2 separate regions of the Gasterosteus aculeatus genome follow, and region 2 is linked to region 1. A link is a contact called in public Hi-C data. All regions are on one chromosome and are shown on one strand. The core of a region is the stretch at or near the end of the contact, and the rest is flanking DNA. Distances in the headings are between cores, read along the strand shown. Region 1 overlaps rbm33a (RNA binding motif protein 33a). Region 2 holds the start of lmbr1 (limb development membrane protein 1).

Evidence for each region. Hi-C and Micro-C count contacts between places; a contact is called where the count stands out from the background.
Region 2: a contact with region 1 is called in a Hi-C map of liver, with 6 times the contacts expected there. The contact joins the promoter of lmbr1 here to the enhancer-like site in region 1. A contact is called at or near these places in 5 of 6 Hi-C or Micro-C datasets (liver, skeletal muscle, tail fin and 1 more).

The regions. Positions count from the first base shown.
Region 1 is chr21:16,631,483-16,637,570 of fGasAcu3.hap1.1, reverse strand. It overlaps rbm33a (RNA binding motif protein 33a), which reads right to left. Exons shown (of 19, transcript XM_040167756.2): 19 at 4,134-6,088. It overlaps shha (sonic hedgehog signaling molecule a), which reads left to right. Exons shown (of 3, transcript XM_040167762.2): 3 at 840-2,601. The coding sequence ends at 1,519. Among protein-coding and RNA genes, the nearest start is that of shha, 9.0 kb to the left of the region's middle. Within about 2 kb of position 3,285, at least 7 of the 9 cell types and tissues checked have open chromatin away from gene starts, as enhancers often do. A contact at or near this core is called in liver, where this site is marked.
Region 2 is chr21:16,714,134-16,719,657 of fGasAcu3.hap1.1, reverse strand. It overlaps lmbr1 (limb development membrane protein 1), which reads left to right and starts at 3,966. Exons shown (of 18, transcript XM_078095947.1): 1 at 3,966-4,190. The coding sequence starts at 4,128. nom1 (nucleolar protein with MIF4G domain 1) reads right to left here and starts at 3,959. Exons shown (of 11, transcript XM_040166862.2): 1 at 2,709-3,959; 2 at 2,499-2,632; 3 at 1,924-2,119; 4 at 1,088-1,411; 5 at 856-966; 6 at 334-504. The coding sequence starts at 3,653.

The DNA.
Region 1 (6,088 bases), core at 2,036-4,535:
TTGGGATAAATCTGGTTTTCAGTTGTCACCTTATTTCATGCTTGGGAATCTTAAAAGAAGATTAAAAAAAAAAAAAAAGCCCCAACTTCAGAGCAGTGTGCAGGACAGTGTGATCCCAGAGACCGGTATGTGGAGAGCTCCACCAAGGCCAAAATTATTGTCGTCAAGCCTGACAAACAAAGCAGCGAGAGGTGGTGCAAAGAGGGCACATTGATGTTGCACAACAGAAAGCATTTAAGAGTCCGAGCCCTCATTTAAATTCAAATCTACAACTCGAGAGGCTTGGAAAAGTGGCTCCACTGTGTAAATAGTAGTTGTGAGTCGCCCATTTGTGTGAATTGTCACATAGAGGTTTCTGCACCTGAGCAAATATGGGGACGAGTAGCTGGGAAAGGCGTAAGTGTTCTTTACCAAGAGTAGCTTGATCCACAAGCTGATTTAGAATAACAATGCCTGCGCTTTATTGGGTTTTTTAATTAAGAATAGATGAGCCAAAGGCTTTCGGGTTTTCCCGTCTCAGACAACGCGGGGCCCAGCCAATACGCATTTGGCAGGGAGCAGACAGACATCATTATGCAAAATGCATATGGCCCACCATGATGTGTGAAGGCAGGAAAAAATACAAACATGGGCAAAAAAAGGGGGGGGGGAGGTTCGTCAATGGGGCTTTGAGTGAAAGGCACCTGCGATTCGTTATATCGAAGTTCTGAAAGTTATCCAATTGTTTTTTGGAAATCATTTTGCCGTGCACCTGCTGACGACTAAATAAGCATATTTCTGATGTTGTGTGAGATATTGCATTTCAACAACAACAACAACAACACGCTCTTGTTTAACAGAAAACTCCGTGGCGGCGAAGTCGGGCGGCTGCTTCCCGGGCTCGTCCACGGTCACCCTGCAGGACGGCACCAAGAAGGCGGTCAAACACCTGCAGACCGGCGACAGGGTGCTGGCGGGAGACGTCGAGGGGAACCCCACGTACACCGACTTCATCATGTTCATCGACCAAGACTCCACAACCAGGAGGCTCTTCCACGTGATCGAGACCGACTCGGGCCAGAAGATCACCCTGACGGCGGCGCACCTCCTCTTCGTGGGCCGCAACGCCACGGCGGGGGAGCGGATGTCGGCGGTCTTCGCCAGCCAAGTGCGATCCGGGCAGAAGGTGTTCGTGTTCGACGCCGAGCGGAGTCGACTCGAGCCCGTGACCGTGAGACGGATATACACGCGGGAGCACGAGGGCTCCTTTGCGCCGGTGACCGCGCAGGGGACCGTCGTGGTGGACCAGGTCCTCGCGTCCTGTTACGCGGTGATCGAAGACCACGACCTGGCGCACTGGGCCCTGGCGCCCGTCAGGCTCGCCCACTGGGTGTCCTCGCTGCTTTTCAGGTCGCAGCGTGGGGCGAGCGCGCAGAGCGACGGGGTGCACTGGTACTCCAAGATGCTTTATCAAGTAGGAAGCTGGCTCTTGGACAGCCACTCGATCCATCCACTTGGGATGTCAGTGTACTCGAGTTGAAACCTCTACCGCGGGAGCAAAATGAGACCTACGCGTAGGACGCACGAACTATTCAGTAGATCGAATAAAATAATAATAATGATACGACAAAAACAACAAAAAAAATAAAACAAAAAACGAACGAACAAGACAAAGGCCCCAGCGGAGTTGGGATATTTATTTCAGTGACTTTTTCCATGTGTCCCCTTTCAAAGAATGAATGGAGCCTTAAAAAGTTTCTCATTGAATAATTTATTCTCATGTGAACTCGCTGCTGTGACACAAATGGATTCTGAAACGGTGTGAACAGCAAAATGTGCATAATCTATTTTTGTATATCTCAAATGCAAAAACAAAAAAAAAATGAAAAAGAAAAAATGGAAAAGAAAAAATATCGCCAAGAGAAAGAAGAAGACCGTGTAGAAAGGAGCTAAAGTTGACAGGTTGTAATGTTCATATGTGCGTGTATGTGCAACTGACTGTTATATTTTGGGGGGAACAAACTTCGCGGGGTTCCATAAATTATATTTTTATACACAGAATTGTAAATTAGATTTTGACAGATCGCTACCGAATCACATTTCGTTATTTGAAATAGTGTAAGATATGAGAATATATTTTAATTTAAATACAGTAGTTGGGAAAGTATTGAAAAATCTTGTACTGCTTGGTTTATTAAGAATTTTATTATTTTGGAAAATGTTCGTTTAAGTTGTCGGAGAGGGACAGATATTCTGCCTCATGTCTGCATACTCTGCTTTTCTTTTCTGTTGTGTTTCTATTTTTCTGTTTTCCTCTGAGAAAAAAATATTAAATGCAGATTCTGACAATTCAGTAAATGTTAAAGTAGTACTGAAACAGTTTCGTTAAATAAATTAATAAGTAACTCATGTAAATGTACTAAAATGTATTTTTCTTTTCATATTTTGTAATAGGGAAATAGTTTTATAGAAATGACCTGCGGCAGATGCAAAGTTTGGATAGTCTATATAGCCAGACCATACAGTTAACTTTCATAACAGGGCGATGCGTCAACAAATGTCTAGAGTTTATTATTTATATGTTTATTACAAAATGAGATAAAGAAAATCTTCAAACTTGCAGTTGTTACATGTCTTTGTCTACCAGCACTATGCACAAATGAAGGTATTAAATTAGTTGAGACAGCTGACTGATAAACTAATTGTTTTGCGATTTTCAGTCTGATCCAGCTGTTATTATTTCTGGGCGGTTATAATTAACATTAAATAGTTTTACGCCGTAATTGAATGAGCTTAACCACAAAAGACGACACACAATTTTACCCACTTCGCTAGTCGTTTTCCTTTTCTTTTACAAAAAGGAGAAATCGCTGCGCTTTGAACTACCTTTTGCATGCTTGCGAAATGTTGAGAGCCCATGTCAGATTTAACGAGGTTTGCCCTCCGCAAATAACTCCTAACTTGCAGACAAAATTAAACACAAGCGTGTTTGTTGGCTCCTAAAAAGGTGCCGCTCGGGGTCTGCTGGTCTGAGGTCAGATTGCTCCATCAGAGACGGTCAGTCGGTCGCGAGGAAAAGAAACGCGGGGCTTTTTGTCAAAATCACAGCTTGGCAAAAACATTCGGCGGCCTTTAATCGCTTTAATCCTCCGGTATTTTCACAGGGACGCACAATGTGCGCGTAGCACTTAACGGCGAGGTTATTGGTCATTCTTGGTGACCTCTTGATGGGTTCCGTGGTACTGAAAGGGTCTTTCTAACGTGGATGACGGGATCAGCTTCTCCCGCTAACGGCGGTTTTTGGGTTGAACAAGTGCGACCCCGCGCGGCGGAACGCGAGTACTGCCGACGGCTCCGCGGCGAGACAGCGCGCAGGACACGCTGCTTCTATATGCGATTTGAGTGAAATCAGGTCAGAAAAGGAGCTGAGAGCCATAAGTATATGTATCCGTGTGAAGTGCCTTTCAAGGATTTAGGATTTAAACTTGTATATCTGGCGAAAAATAACTACTAAAATATATTAAAATGCACAATATTACATTTTATTCAACCGAAATCCCTCAAAATGATCATCCTCCCCAGGCAGACTTGGCAGAAGGGGAAAAAGGATCCCTGAACCGGAGTTTCTGAGCACTGCAGCAACATGAGCAGGAATTCCACTTCCTTCTCCCACATTGTGTTGGGTTGTTGATACTGTGAGGTGGAATCTTCGAGGAGGGACAAAGCGGGCCCATCTCTGCCGGCGCTGTGACCTTGGGTCCCTGGCAGATACAAAAGCGTCCGCGCAGGGCAGCATTCCTCAAGGCAGGTAAACAGAGCCTCCTCTAATCCCTCCGGGGGCCCTCAGTCTGCTCGGGCTCAACAGCGGCTTTTACAAACGTTGACATTCGCAAACATGAGCGGACCCGGCATGCTGGGAAAAACAAAACTGGGCCGTTTCTAAGAGAGTTCTGCAAATGGCAGCGCGGCGTTCCTTCCCAGGCAACATCGACCCTCCTCAGGGCGTAGGTGGTTCAGCCTGGGGTTGGAGGGGGGGGGGGGGGGGGTACATTTTACTGGTCCAACCCAAAAAAACGACGGGTTTTTGGTTGTGAAAAAAGAATTTAGATAATTTAACATACGCCTCCATCTCACAATAAAGACAATACCATTGCTGCATGTATCCAAATATTTATTTTTCTTCAGTTTTCTCGTATCAACTTCAACACATTCCGTCTCTCAGAGAATGATTCCCTTTCTCAAACGTCAGATCTTTTTTTTTTTTTTTACATCACATGCTTCACAGTTTCAGAACATGAGTGAGAAGACTTCAGAGTTTTCCAACACAAAACATTCCTTCATGTTATACAGCAGATTGTGAACACACATGACCGGGTGGATTGTCAACAAGTCCGGTGAACGTTGGATTGTCAGTGATTATTTTTTGTTGATATGATGAAACCACTGCAGTGTCTTTTTTTTTTTTTCTTCCTTTTTTTTTTTAAAAATCCAACCAAACAAGCCATGTGAAGAAGTCGGGAGGAGCTTTTGGTGGCGTGAAAGCCGTAAAGCGGCTTCAGAGAGTCACGCGTGTGCTGTGTGAACGCTCCCTCCACCGGGGCCAACACACGCGCGCACACACACACACACACACGCACGCACGCACGCACACAGGTAATCCAGGCAGGGCCACCCGGCTCCACACAGGAGTCCCAAGTTCACTCAACAACGCGGCCGCATCAAGGAAAAGAGCAGCGGCCGGTAGGAGCGCGATGGCGGTGGAGGGAGAAAAGCGGCAATGGAAAAGGAAATGTGGCAACATGTATTAAAGCTCGAGTTAAACAAAAAGAATTTAGCAAAAGAACCTTCGGTCCGAGGCCGAAACGCCTCGCCCGCCTGTGGAGGAACCTGAAGCGTTAGGTGAGCGAGTTACGGTGACACGGCGGCGTCGTTGGGCGGCGCCTCTCAGCTCTGGGGAAAAATGAAGGCGTTAATACGAGAGCGGGAGGTCACGCCTCCGGTGACGTGTTGCGGGACTGAAACCCCCCCCCCCCCAAAAAAACAACAGGCCACACGTGAAATGCTCGGACCATGCCGCCGGCTGGGAACGCTTTGGATTCAAAACCAACACAGAAGCCTGGAGCCAGAAACTGCAAATCACCCAACTCAAATTCCAGAAGTCGGGGCTTTGCCATAGCGACAGTCTCATCATGCACGGATTAAACAACAGACCAACAGCGACATTTGAGTTGGGAAGAGTCGTAGTTCCAGTTCATAAACGGGCTCGGTAATAAAATCACAACCAAATTGAGTTAAAACGTGCGACACCTTCGGCATGGTCCTCTCACCGAGCAACGGCACCGATGAGGACATGTGACACTACGTTGTTGCCGGGGATTTGATCTGAGAAAAGAATAAAAGTGATTATTTTAGCGCAACTCTGCATTTCCAAACGGACCTGTAAGAGAAAGTATAAGTTATGTGAAAAACCCAAAAGGCTCGTGTTGCGTGTTTGAAACAGAGCTCCAGCAGCCGTAAGAAAGACCCACAGATGTGTCAAGTGTCTCTATTAATCAAATATTAAATACTCTACTGCAACCACATGATGGGATGTGATTGGATTAACGGTTAATTAGCCTGCTGTAATGCAGGACGTAATAAAAGCAGCATTTTCCTACCAGGAAATTACGATGAGAAATAGATCATGTCTAAAAATTCAAGGTACATGTACGTACGAAAATTCTTAAAATTAAGGTACAAAAGATTCAATATGAATCTGCTCTGTCGTTACAAGAACAGGTGTCTTGTAGTAAGATAAATCAACACCGGCACTGCCGGTACGCTTTCAAATCCACAGGATTCAGTACAACACTCAAAAGACATCAAATACACAGCGAGGGAACAAAGAGCTCTACATCATTTCAACTCAAAACAAAAAGGAATAAAAACATACAGAAGACAGTTCAGAACAAATGCACCACGTACAAAAAAAGAAAACCTCATGTTTTACACTAAGAAAGAAGGAATTTTAGGAGTTTAGACACTTTAAAAACAGGCAGCACAATTGACCCAACAATTGCGACGCTTCAAGCATTCGGAGAACCTGGTGACCATCACCAACGTGCTGCTT
Region 2 (5,524 bases), core at 2,717-5,216, 81 kb before region 1:
CATTAACATTTTAAGGTTAAATATCCAGACCCAACACCCACCAAGTTGAATTAATAAAAAATGGAAATCATTTTTGTCTTCTTACGCATTAAAATATTATTGTCAATACACCAACAAATACTATTCAGGGACCAAACAATTATCTTTAATGTTAAAGGTTTTTTGCAAGATAAATTAGTTAAACCAGAAATTGCAAAAATCAAATATATTAATGCAGATAATATAAATGCTGCAACACAGACAACATTGAACATGATCAGTTCAGCATATGCTTTCCTAACATGGCCTAACTTTTACAGATCTGCACTGGGATTACGATCTCCGGTACCGCACCTGCCCTCCAGCATCGCTGCCTGTCGAGGCCGCGTTGCCTTGCTCGGCGTTCATGGGGGCGCCGCTCCACGAGGAGCCGACGATCCACCAGCGGCCCACGTGCTCTGCAGCCAGGAGATTGTCCAGAGACACCCGCAGTTTCATGTCGCTGCCTCCGGCCCGCCGCTGGATCTGAGTGACACAATTTACCCAGGATAAACCATAAGTCCACTTGGGACGAGAAAACGCCGGTTATACAACATCAAAGAAGGAAACCAAATTAGCAAATCGTTAGAACCGCTTCAACTCATGGTCATGATGAAAGCATCCCATATACTGTGGACTTTAGGTCTGTAAGGGAGGGGCTCTAGGGCCACCTGGTGGTACAAGCCGAAGCTACTATGAAAATAATATCCTGAAAGAACACAATAACCGTCTTCAGTAGGAGGGTCAACACCGTCGCATGTACGCTACTTATTAAGAATCCAAATTCAATTCTCACCAATAACCTTAAATCAGGGTATTTCAAATCGAAGCACCCACCAGAGTCCTCTGCAGCTTCTTCAGTCTCTCCATGGGCTCCGGATCGTAGCCGGGGATCTTCCGCATGTCGTTGTTCTTCAAAGCCAGCATGGTCTCCAGCATGAAACGCACCTAAAGCACGTGTGCACATAGACGTGTGATGATCCGAGAACGAGGGTCATTCTCAGTCAGCCTGAGGTGTAGATGAGGGTAAATTTAAAAAAAAAGGGAGAGGAACTTCTGTTTGACCTACCCTGGTCTGGTCCTGAAACGTGGAGCCCAGGTCGCGGGCCTTGCGCTGGCCCTCCGAGATGAGCTCCTTGAGAGCCAGAGCGTCGTCCTTCCTCAGGGAGAAGCCGACATTCCGCAGCACCAACAGCACCAGTTCGATGTCCTTCTCCGTGAAGGCTCCGACAAAACGTTTGAGGATGTCAACGATGAGGACAGAATGCACCACCTGGAAGTTATAGAGGTGACCCACAATAGCGACCAGGTTGTCGCATTCTTTGCCTTCGGTCGGGTTGTTGTACACTTCGTCGAACTTTCGCACAACAGACTCGAGGAAATTAGCTCCAACCTGGAAAAATCATCAAAATTTACCAATCTACGTTGGTTAATATTCTAGGGAATATGTTAAATGATAATTAATACAGTAGCAAGAGTACTGAATTGAAAAACTACAGATATTTACAGGATATCTTACAAAAAAAGAACCAGCAAATGTATTATGTTAAAATTCCACTATGTGGAAAGCAATCTGTTGGCTGTGGCTAATTCTACTGATGATCCTGTTTGGGGTCATTTACAAGATGGAAAGTCAATACAACAGAGATTATAGTTGAATTACACCTTAAGTGAAGATTTGGATTTAACTTTCCAATTCATTAAGAGAGCATCATCATTCTGTGAAAGTCTGCACAGGCAGTAATTGCCTTAAAAAAGCCTCCAATGAATAATCCATGAGCTACAAAAAAAAAAAAGCCATCCTCCACCTGCGGTCATCGTGAAAAGAATGTCTCAAAAGCCATCAGGAGGTAAAAACTATTCAATGAGGGGCCATTCGAGCACCGAAGTAAGCGGTGCGCTTACCTCGATTCCGATGGCGTGATGGACGATGCTGACGAGCAGGACGTGCTCCATCAGAAGCCGGTCGGGCATCAGGGACGGGGTGACGCAGGCTGCTAACAGCACCTCTGTCAGGGTGTCATTCATGTCCTTCCGGCTGCAGCTCATGTACAGCTCCTCCAGCTGGCCACTGATGGACGCCATGTTGGGCTCAGTCAGCCTGAAGGATTAAACAACGAGTCATCAGGAATCAGGCGTTCCGTATCCTGGTAGGATTAACATGTTTGTGCTTTGGACCGTTCAATGGACAAAACCAGCCAACAACAATTAGTATGAATATTAACGCATAAAATCACAGAAACATATTTTTAAAAAACTTTCATAGGATTGTTGAAATAAAGAAACGCAGCTTTAGCAGAAAAAGCGGCAAACGTGTAAATGCTTAATCGCAGTGTAAACGTGCGTATTATGGGAATGTATTAGCATCAAACTGAGTTAACATCCCTGACGCAGCAAATATCAAATTAATGTTTTCTGACGCACCTGCAAAACACTGTTGAGGGTGACGCGCTACGTCTGTGCTATAGAATAACAAGTACCTGTTCATCAAGCCTTTCACGGTCCTCTTCAGCTTTTCCAGCTCAGCTTTGCGTTTTTCATCTCCGGCGCCTCTTAAGTGAGGCGGCACATACTTGCCCGCTGCAGCGTTGACCTGGACATTAGAACGAGTGTCCTACAATTAGATCCATCGTACAGCAAATGAGAAGTCAGCGCTTCGGAAATAATAAAAGGATCGTTTGTGAACTCACCGTTTCAGAGTTCAAGCCCGACGTCGCCGTGTCTTCAGCGTCAGCTTCTTCCTCTTTTTCACCATCGTTTTCATTGCCGGAGTCAGCGGCATCACTCTCATCCGGCTCAGCGTCCACTTCCTTTTCCTCAACAGTTTCATCGTCAGCATCCTCGTCATCCTCACCGTCGTCGTCGTCGTCGTCCCCATCAACCTCATCTTCGTCATCAAATGAAGCCATCTCTTCATCACTGCCTTCACTCGCCATCTCATCTCCAAGTTTCCCGTCCTCATCGGACAGTTCGGGGTTGTTCTCATCGAGTTTTTCAAAGTTGTCCACGGCCTTCTCCATGTCTTCATCGCCATCATCTTCGTCATACAAGGCCGCGGCCGATGAGCCGGAGTCCAGCACACCGAGGATGTAATCGAGTCCATCAACCGAGAACGACTGAGGGAGGGTCTTCTTGTTTTTCCTCTTGTTTAATCCCAGGCGTCGCTCTAATCTCTTTATTTCCCGGTCTTCCTCTTCATTTGCCTCCAGGAGTGCCCTTTTCCTTGATTGTTGAAGTTTGCTGAGTTTCTTGCTTTTCTTGGAAGACGATGGTGCTTCAGAGCCGTCTGGTTTGTCTGGAACAGAACTGGAGGACTTTGACACTTCTTTCTTCGCTTTCGCCCCTTTCTTCTTCTTCTGCTGCTGTGGATTATCAACTACTATTTCAGAGTTTTCACCGTCGATTTTTTTTTTACCCTCATAGTAACATTTCATTCTGGCTTTTTTATTTTTTCGGGTTTCTTTGCGAAGCTCTTTTCTGCTCTTCTGTTTTACAACCCTCAAGCCTTGGACAGATTCCTCTTCTTCAGTGACACTTTTGCTCTTTAAAAAATCATCAACTGCCACCATGTACTTGTGCAACACAACGTTCGTCTTCTTCTTCTTTTTGCTGTTCTTCTTAAATTTCCCCTTCATCTCTAAAACGTAACTTGACGCGGACACGTGAACTCCACCGGCCGTTACCCTTCTTTCGGAAAATAGCGACAGACACGTAGCGAACAAGCTAACGGTGGCATCCGCAAATGGTTTAAAACAATCTACATACGCAAAGCCCCCGCTGAGAATCCCCCCCTATTTAAAATACATAAATACCACGAACCGCACATGTAGCTCCGTGTAGAAAACTGTTTATGTGACCCACAAAACACGTGAGCATTTGCTTCCAGGGCGCGCCGAGGAGCCGGCGCGCAGTGATGACGTACTTTATTTATGGGCGGGTTTATTTTTTTACTGCACGCAGCGGCGGGTTCTCCGATGTAAACTGTCTCTTAACCAGTCGGGGCAATATTTGCTGGAGGGGACGAAGACACCGGAGTTGTTGCGCGAACCTAACATGCGGTGAATCTAATAGCTCTTTTTTGTCTCTCTCTCGTATTTGCAATATGAAGAATGGAAGAAGACGATGTTTCTATCCGAGAGCAGAATTTCCACAGCCAAGTTCGAGAGTACATCGTAAGTAGCCTACCGGAGCGGCTAGCGGAGGCTAGCAAGCTAACAACGCCCTCTGCTCTGCGGGTGGTGGGGGGGGGCTAGCGTTAGCTTCGCCTGTCAGTGAGACGCTGCAGATTCGCTCCCACTTTACCACGTTTTGTGCAACACGTCCCGTTGTGTGTCCGTCACACGTGAGGTCGCATCTGCTAATTAAAGTTAGCTGTCACGTTAGCGTTCGTGTTACAACTTCGCCAGTGGAGGCGTCGATGTTGGGACAGACCTGTTATGAATACACCTGCGATTGACGGAGGAAGACGTGGACACAATGTCCCAGTGCTCACTCATTCAGGCTGAACGGGGGACTGGGACATCTGCTTTTGAAATCCCTTTCATTTGTAGGCTTTATTTATATTATAACGTTACGTTACAAACAGGTTAGATTATAATATTCATGTTTCCCTGCTCAAATATGTGTTCGGATATTACACGTTCGGAAAATACACGTGTTCGGTTTGATCATCGGTTTGTGTTAAATGCAGACCTGTCAGATGATCACATGATGATTTAATGGCTTTTTCAGTAAAAGGTCCTCTTTGTTCTCATGAGGTCCTGTGGTTGGATGTTGATGATGTGAGTGACTAAACTTTGTGTTTCAGGAAGAAAACATGTTTTGTAATGACGTGATTGGCAGAGGAGGCAGTTTGCTGTGTAATATTATAAGTAAGAAGATGTGTTCTTGTCTGGCAAATGTTTAACCACTGCAGCTTTACATTTAGTGTCCTTAATCTTCCCGTTATGCCACCTGACAATCAAAATATAACAATAAACTCGTGGGTAGGAAACTCTCTGATGATCGTCTTTTTTCTGTGGATCAGTCGACTTAAATGAGAAAGTACAGGGGATAATTTAACCTGGAGTAAATCTACTTGATTACTCTTAGAATAGTAACTATCAAAGGTTTCACCTCTCAGACGAGCTGAACAGCTCAGCTTTGGATGGCACATTTTGTCCTGCTTATCGCTCTGCATCTGACTCCCAGTATCCCGTATCACCATCGTAATGGCTCCTTCCTGTCTCAATGTGAGTCAGATTGATTTCTGTGTGTTATTGTGCGTGCCGGGGCCACTCTGCGTTGAGTTTCATACTTGTTAAACATGACTCGGTGACAACGTGGTACTTTGCATGCTAGACCTGAGTTTTGGTGAAGTGGTTTCTGACGCACCGGCGTCCTGAAGAAGTGTTTTAAGAGAAATCTAGTTAACACGGAATAAAGTGAGACTAGCTGGTGACTCCGTCACTAATGACACCTTCCACTTCCACCTCCACACAAGGACGGAAAATGATTATCAGGCTTT